2 separate regions of the Gossypium hirsutum genome follow, and region 1 is linked to region 2. The links are chromatin contacts, called in public Hi-C maps. All regions are on one chromosome and are shown on one strand. Each heading gives the region's core, a stretch centred on a gene start, on an enhancer-like site or on the middle of the called end of the contact. The rest is flanking DNA. Distances are from core to core; before and after follow the strand shown.

Region 1 (3,747 bases), core at 641-3,140, 50 kb after region 2:
GGAGTTAAGGATCTGCGCGTTTCTGTTAAATGGGCTACTTATGCCCTTGGTCCCTCCTCATTATTAATTTGTTTCGATTTCATCCTTCTGCTTGTTTATTTATTCTTTTTTATTTTGCCCTGCGAATTTTTTGCTCGTCTCAGTTTAGTCCTGCACAAAACGCGCATAAGGGGTGGGAATATTGCACAATCGGTCCCCCATGTCCTCAGTGCATTTTATTTCAGCCCCCTAGCAATCTGTTTTATTTATTTGCAATTTAAACTCTGATTTTTGGCCTGATTTCAATTCGGTCAATGACTTGTTTGTATTATTTCCCTTTTTATTTTTTTATTTATTGTTTATTTATTGTTTCTATTTTTATTTTAAAAAATATTTTCATTAAATAATTCAATTAATTTTTTACTCATTTTCTATTTTTGATTTAATTAAGGCATTTTAAAATCAACATTAATAAAAGAGGATCGTATTTTAAATCTTTTCAAACTTTCAGCTTTCGACATAAAGACATTAAATAATCAACTAAGATACCAATTTTGGGCGTATCGAGGGTGCTAACCCTTCCTCGTGCGTAACTGACTCCCGAACCCATTTTCTAAATTTCGTAGACCAAAATCGTTGTTTTGATAAAATCAAATCGTTTATTAAAAACAACCACTTTTTAAGATGATCCGATCACACCTCATCAAAAAGGATTGGTGGCGACTCTCATTTTCGTTTTTATTTTTAAAATCCAAGTTAACCCCATTTTATTCAAAAAATGGTGTCAACATTCATCAGACAAACTTATTTGTATATATATATATAAAGCAAGATTCCAACCTAAATCTCAGAGAGAGAAGAAAACAAACATCAATTAATCGCTAAGGTACAATCATTTTTCCTATCTTTTTCCTTTGTGTCATTTCATGCAATAAATTTGTGCTTTGAAACTTGGATTTGTTAATGATTTGTTTTGGGAATTATTTACTTGATTTAGAAGCAGAACCAACATTAAATTATTATTGTAATCTGGGCAAAATAATCAACACAACAGAACAAAAAATCCATACTATAAAATGAAAGAGGGATGCAACCTTTTCAATTGGAATTACGTGTTTGATATGAATCGGCTGTGAATGTGACGACAGAGATACGACCCCACTCTTAGCAAAGACTAATGAAAAGCAGTTTTATATGTTGTCGTTTCTATTGCCTGTCGCATCAACTTCATGTTCTACTCGATTAGTTAAAATGTGGATTGATTTCAACCAAGAAAATATTTCTTTTCTGTAATTTGTCTGCATAGGTTTTTTTTTTTAATGAAAGTGGTAATATTTATTGTCGTTATTCGTATTCGATGAGAAAAAAACAACAAAATGGGTTGTAAAATTCACTCTTCTTTTCATGGTTTAACTCCAATTATATATCTTCTTTTTCTCTTTGAGGTGGTGTTTTGATTCTTCAAGTATTTGTATAGCTTTAGAGGTCCATTTCTGTTAACCCTAAACCGGTCTTGGTTTCATGGCTTCAACACCGAAAATGAACCTTTTTTATCATTTGGAATCAAAATGTTTGGCTGTAGTACGTAAAGAGATGTATTATAGTGTTCACACTTCTCTAATTTCCTACCATTACTATTTCACCTAAATTTGGCTGCTAATAGATGAAGAATATTGCAGCTGTGTATAAAATATTGAGCAGACAAAGATTTATATATATAGTAGTATTTTTATTCACTGACCGTCTTAATTGCCAATTGGTTTATGCATGACATGTGATGTACAATTGACTGATGGATATTTATGAAATTATGAAGAAAAAAAAATTTGTGGACCAGAATCTGATATTGAAAGGGAATAATTATGTATTAAATATTCTTTTATTATCTCCTTAGAATCGTGTCTGCACAAATTGTGTAGTGTACATGTGGAAGCAGTCTACTAAACGAAAGCGACCAAAAAACCAATCAACGAACACCAAAATAATGTTAAACTTTGGCCTGCATTGCAACAAAAGACCAGCAGCAGCAAATTGAGCAATGTCAAGCTATTATACTGTTCTGAAGTGAAGAAATGGAGCTGGTTCGATTGAAGCAACTTATTTTGGATGATTTGTTCTTATGTAACTTTGTCCAAATCTTTTGTATTTTGATAGCAAAGTTAGTAGGATAGATTGATTGATTTACTTTGATGTAATAGCTGGTATGCCAGCTTTCTTTTGTATGCAAGTTGTAATATTTTTAGTATGATTTTAATGGGAGCAGTTAACAAGTAGGTAACTGTACAAACCTTTTGTAACTTACATATATTCAAAATTTTAATGAAAATTTAAATGACTTTCAGTTACATTTTGCTGAGTTTTTTCAGTTTCAAGTTTCCTTTTCTTTGCTTATTCGGTCTCTTATTTTCTTTGCTGAAAAATCCAACAAATGGTATCAAGAGCTCATTGTCTTTGAGGGCCTTGGTTGTACACTGTCACTAAGCAAGTTGTGCTTAAAACAAAAGAAGCAGAGGTTGTTTTTTGGTTGCTGTGAAAATGAGTTTTACACCACCTCCTCCACCTGTCTTTGCTGGAGAAAATTACAACATTTGGGCAGTGAAAATGAGGACATACCTGCAGGCGCATGACCTGTGGAATGTTGTTCTTAATGACACTGAGCCACCACCACTAAGAGCCAACCCGACCATAGCTCAGGTTAGGCAGCATAGTGAAGACTGTGCCAAGAAGTACAAGGCCATGTCATACCTTCAAACTGGAGTTTCTGATGTTATTTTCACGAGGATAATGGCCCGTGACACACCAAAGCAGGCCTGGGATAAACTCAATGAGGAGTTTCAAGGGTCTGATAAGACCAGGCAACAACATCTGATCAACTTGAGAAGGGACTTTGAGAACTTGAAAATGAAGGACTCGGAAACTATTAAGCAGTATGCTGATAGAATTATGGCTACTGTCAACAATATAAGATTGCTTGGGGAAGAATTTAGTGACCAAAGAGTGGTTGAGAAGGTCATAACAACCTTGCCAGAGAAGTATGAAGCAAAAATTTCTTCTCTGGAAGATTCAAGGGACTTGTCAACAATCCCTTTGACAGAGCTTATAAATGCTCTTTATGCTCAAGAGCAAAGAAGGGCAAACAGAATGGAAGATCACTATGAAGGAGCCTTTCAAGCTAGAAGCAAAGAAAGCTCAGGTTCAAACTCGAATACCAAAGACAAGAAGCCTTGGATAGAAAAGAAGAAGAAAGAGCCTATCAAGAAGAAGTTTCCACCTTATATTCATTGTAAGAAGACTACTCACCTTGAAAAATACTGCTGGTACAAACCAGACATTCAATGTAGACGCTGCAAACAATTTGGCCACATTAAAAAGGTCTGTAAAAACAAGTCAAAAGCACAACCTCAGTATCAGAATCAAGCTCAGGTTGCAGAAGATGTTGAAATAGAAGAAGAGCGTGTTTTTTCAGCATCATGCTTTGCAAGCTCGAGCAAGGTTGGCAAATTTTGGCTAATTGACAGTGGATGTACTCACCACATGGCTTCTGAGAAGAGTATATTTAAGGAGCTTGACACCACTTACAAGTCCAACGTCAGAATTGGCAATGGTGAGCTGCTAGAGGTAAAAGGCAAAGGCAAGGCTTTGATAAGCACTAAGTCAGGTAATAAAACCATTTCTGAGGTTCCCTACGTACCTGATATTGGCCAAAACTTGCTGAGTGTTGGCCAGTTACTGGAGAAGGGCTACTCTCTGATTTTTGAAGGCAATAAT
Region 2 (3,577 bases), core at 329-2,828:
TTTGTTAATGTTAGTACAAATTTCCGGTAAGAAAAAACCTCAAACATGAACGGAATTCGAACAGCAAAAGAAGAAATAGGATAAGATTCCAATACGTGTATCAAGCTACTATATTTAAGGTTATATTTGCCCATCTATTTTTGTTGTGTAAAAGAGTTTAAAGCAAATTAACCTCAGGATACAATGAAGCCAATGACTATTTACGTTTTGTACTAACGAGAATAGTTCACTAAGTACTGAGCAATGTATAACAAGAAACTCAATTTTTATAAAGATTTTTGCAGTAATACTTTATAGAATAATAATATTAGAAAATTGAGGAAGGAAAGAAAAATTTTAGAATTTGTTGATGTGATTTCTAAATGAAATCTCATTCCTAACTTTTGACAAATGACTAAAAGATTTATGTTTTGATTAATTACACCCATTCATGCAACTTGATGTTGTACATGCACTTGTTGTTTTTCTTGGTGTTTAAGGTTTAAAGTTCGTGCCTTGTAATTATTTCTAAATTCACTCATTTGTGTAAGTTGTACCATTAAAAAAATTTATACTTGAAAAATTGAGGTTTTGGGTTTCAATTTAGAGATTAGGGGTTCTAGAAAAAAAATTTCTCAAGGTGTTAAAATTTATAAGTTTAAATTATTATTTGGTCCATTTGATAAAAAATTGTCACGCATTTTATTTATTATTTTTTAAAATATAATTTAACAATATGTGCTTATGTTAAGAATCTCCTTAACAAATTTACCAAAATAATTATTTAAAAGATTTAGGATTATTCTTTTAATGTTTGATATAAATAATTTAAGATTTAGGAATTAAAGTTTAAAGTTTTTGGCATTGACTTTGGTGTGGAAAGCATAAAGTAGAGAGATGATATATATATATATAAGATTTAAGGTGAGCTGATTGAATTTTAGTTTAATTGGTACGAGCATTGTTGTCAATACAAGAGGACGTGGGTTTGAGTGCGCTGGAGCACATTATCTTCCTATTTATGGGTTGGGGAGAGGTTATGGATAATTTTAGGTATTGTCTCAAAAAGAGTTCTTCCTAAGCTTAGGGGTCTAAGAGATTGGTGTGTTGTCTATAGAAGTTTCTAATGAGAAGATTAAAATTGCTTAATTTAATATGCCATTTCTAAAAGCATTAGGAACTCAGTTTTTTAGTTGTACCGATACTGAAAGTTCTTAGCCTTGAGAACTTCTCTTATTTCTGAACCACAAGCCTCTGTTCATTGGCTTAGAAGATAATTATGAAAGTGATTGTTAACAGACTGAAGAGAGTCATGCCTATCCTTCAATCCTAATCAAGTAGGTTTTGTGCCTAAGATACCCTTTCTTGATCAAGTTTTAGATTTGGTTCCATAGGTGGATACACTTTTCCATCATGTGTTTTTAGTCTTTATGGAAAAGGCAATACCTCAAGGTGTCTGTCTTGATACTTAACCTTAATTTCTCTGCGTGTTTGGTGAGGTTGTCTCTTTTTATAGCGAAAAGGACTTCTCGTCAAGGTCTATTGAGGGGTGTATAAATATCGTACTTTTGCAAAGGTGATCACCTTGTCTTATTATCTTGGAAGCATCGAGGGGACCGTCGTCCGAAGAATTCTCCCATGCCCTTTCTCCTCTTTTACTTATTTCGTTGTTGCTTGACCACCATAGTTTCTTCAGCGTTGATATAGTTTTCCGCCCTTACAAGCAGGTACAAGAAGACCTTTGGCGACTTCTTTGAAAGAGACTTGAACTCTCAATCTCTTAATCCATTAGTAAATATTCCAATTCTGATGGTGTGGTCTAAATTTTTTATTTGGAGAGTTTCAACGTTAAATTAGGTAACATTTCTTTTAGAGTTTCATCCACCTATTGCTTTACTATCATCAAGGTGATGGGTGCCCTCTTGTGGATAATGTTGCTAAAGAAATGGATCATAAACTTCAACCCAAGCTCTTAGAAATTTGATACGAACCTTGGTTTTAAGGAACAAAACCACAAGCTTGTTGTCTTCTTTAGGGTAACAAGATGTAGAGCCATGCCCTGAAATTCTAGGTAAAATTCGAAAATAAGCGTATTAAGTGAAGTCTTGAGGAATTAATTTTATTTGCAGGAAATAAATTTTGTGAAAATGATTATGATTATGAAATTTTGGAAAAAAAGACCAAACTATAAAGTCAAAAAAGTAGAATAACCTAAAGTGTAAATTTTCCAACGATTAAAGAAACGAGCTAAAGATTATTAATAAAGTAACATACGACTAGGAAACTAGATTGGAAGAAAATGAAGTTTGGACTAAATTGAATAAAAATAAAAGTGCAGCTTTTCCTTGAGCAAGATTATATTATGGTTGATATTGTGATTTGTGGAGCCTCCAAATGTTCAGTTTCATATATGGAACATGCTCAAACTAATTAAAAAACCAAAATTTTATCTTATAAATTATCAAAATTGAATACATTTTTCGCTTACTAATACAAGGCAATATAATTATAAACTCTGTAAATGGTCTAAGCATTTATGTAGTACAACATTACTTGTTCACACTCTTTCAAACTTCAAATGGTGATGCGATCCTCTGAAGATGCTAGTTCAATCTTCACGGGAAAAGCTTTCACATGTGTTTTTAAACAACTAATGTGATCATCTCAAAGAGCTTAGTAAGTAAATAACGATATTTCTTTTATGAACATTAAACTTAAATTCATTTGGGCCATATATTAATGAAGGTTTAGTTCCAATATTTTATTGTCACATTACTAAAACTAAAGTTACTTCAATATGTTTTCTTTCAATTATTTTCTTTACACATATAAGGTGATTACCATTTATGATATTCTTACTCTGAGTATATTCATTTGTAAATTTGTAAAATTTTCAAACAGATTAGTTAATAAAACAATTCATGGATTACATTAATATACTTTGTATAATTGTCCTCATGTGGTTTTTGCATGCAAAGCAAAATAGAAAAAAATATTGATTCACTGGTTGTCTAATGTTTAAATTAATACTAAGCGGTGTTACGTGGTCAGATCGTAATACGAAAAAATAACTTATGTCGAAACTATTTTTATGTTAAAAAACGGGGATCGACTTTGAAAATAAAATGGGAGTCGCCACCGATCTTTTATTGTGGTATGATCGGATCACCTCGAAAATAATTTTAGGTCTGCGAATTTTGAGAAAACAGGTTCGGGAGTCGGTTACGCACGAGGAAGGGTTAGTACCCTCATGACGCCCAAAATTGGTACCGAATTGATTGTTTAATGTCTTGATGTCGAAATTTTGAAATGATTTTAAAATTCGATCCTTTTATCCTGAATAAAATGAATTGGATGATAATGTTCACTTATTCCAGAGAAATAAATTGTCATACTCAGTAAGTTAGAGTGCAACATTTCAAATCTTCAAAATTAAGTTTGTCTTAAAAAATCATATGTTTTGAGAAGGATACTTGGTTATTTGGGTCAATCGAGAAATCAAAACCCAGTAAGTTAGGGTTCAATTTCTTAAAATTCCTAAACACCAAATATTACCTTTATTTTAAAATCAAGATAACAAAAGGTTATATCCAGTAAG

What was found. A called contact is a pair of places that touch in the nucleus more often than the background predicts.
Region 1: a Hi-C map of leaf shows a contact between it and region 2, with 2.0 times the contacts expected there. The contact joins two enhancer-like sites. A contact is called at or near these places in 7 of 34 Hi-C or Micro-C datasets (callus, fibers and leaf).

The regions. Positions count from the first base shown.
Region 1 is chrD10:6,224,676-6,228,422 of Gossypium_hirsutum_v2.1, forward strand. No RefSeq gene overlaps it. Among protein-coding and RNA genes, the nearest start is that of LOC121222352, 48 kb to the right of the region's middle. Within about 2 kb of position 1,891, at least 2 of the 9 cell types and tissues checked have an H3K27ac peak or open chromatin away from gene starts, as enhancers often do. A contact at or near this core is called in leaf, where this site is marked.
Region 2 is chrD10:6,174,778-6,178,354 of Gossypium_hirsutum_v2.1, forward strand. No RefSeq gene overlaps it. Among protein-coding and RNA genes, the nearest start is that of LOC107916359, 8.8 kb to the left of the region's middle. Within about 2 kb of position 1,579, at least 3 of the 9 cell types and tissues checked have an H3K27ac peak or open chromatin away from gene starts, as enhancers often do. A contact at or near this core is called in leaf, where this site is marked.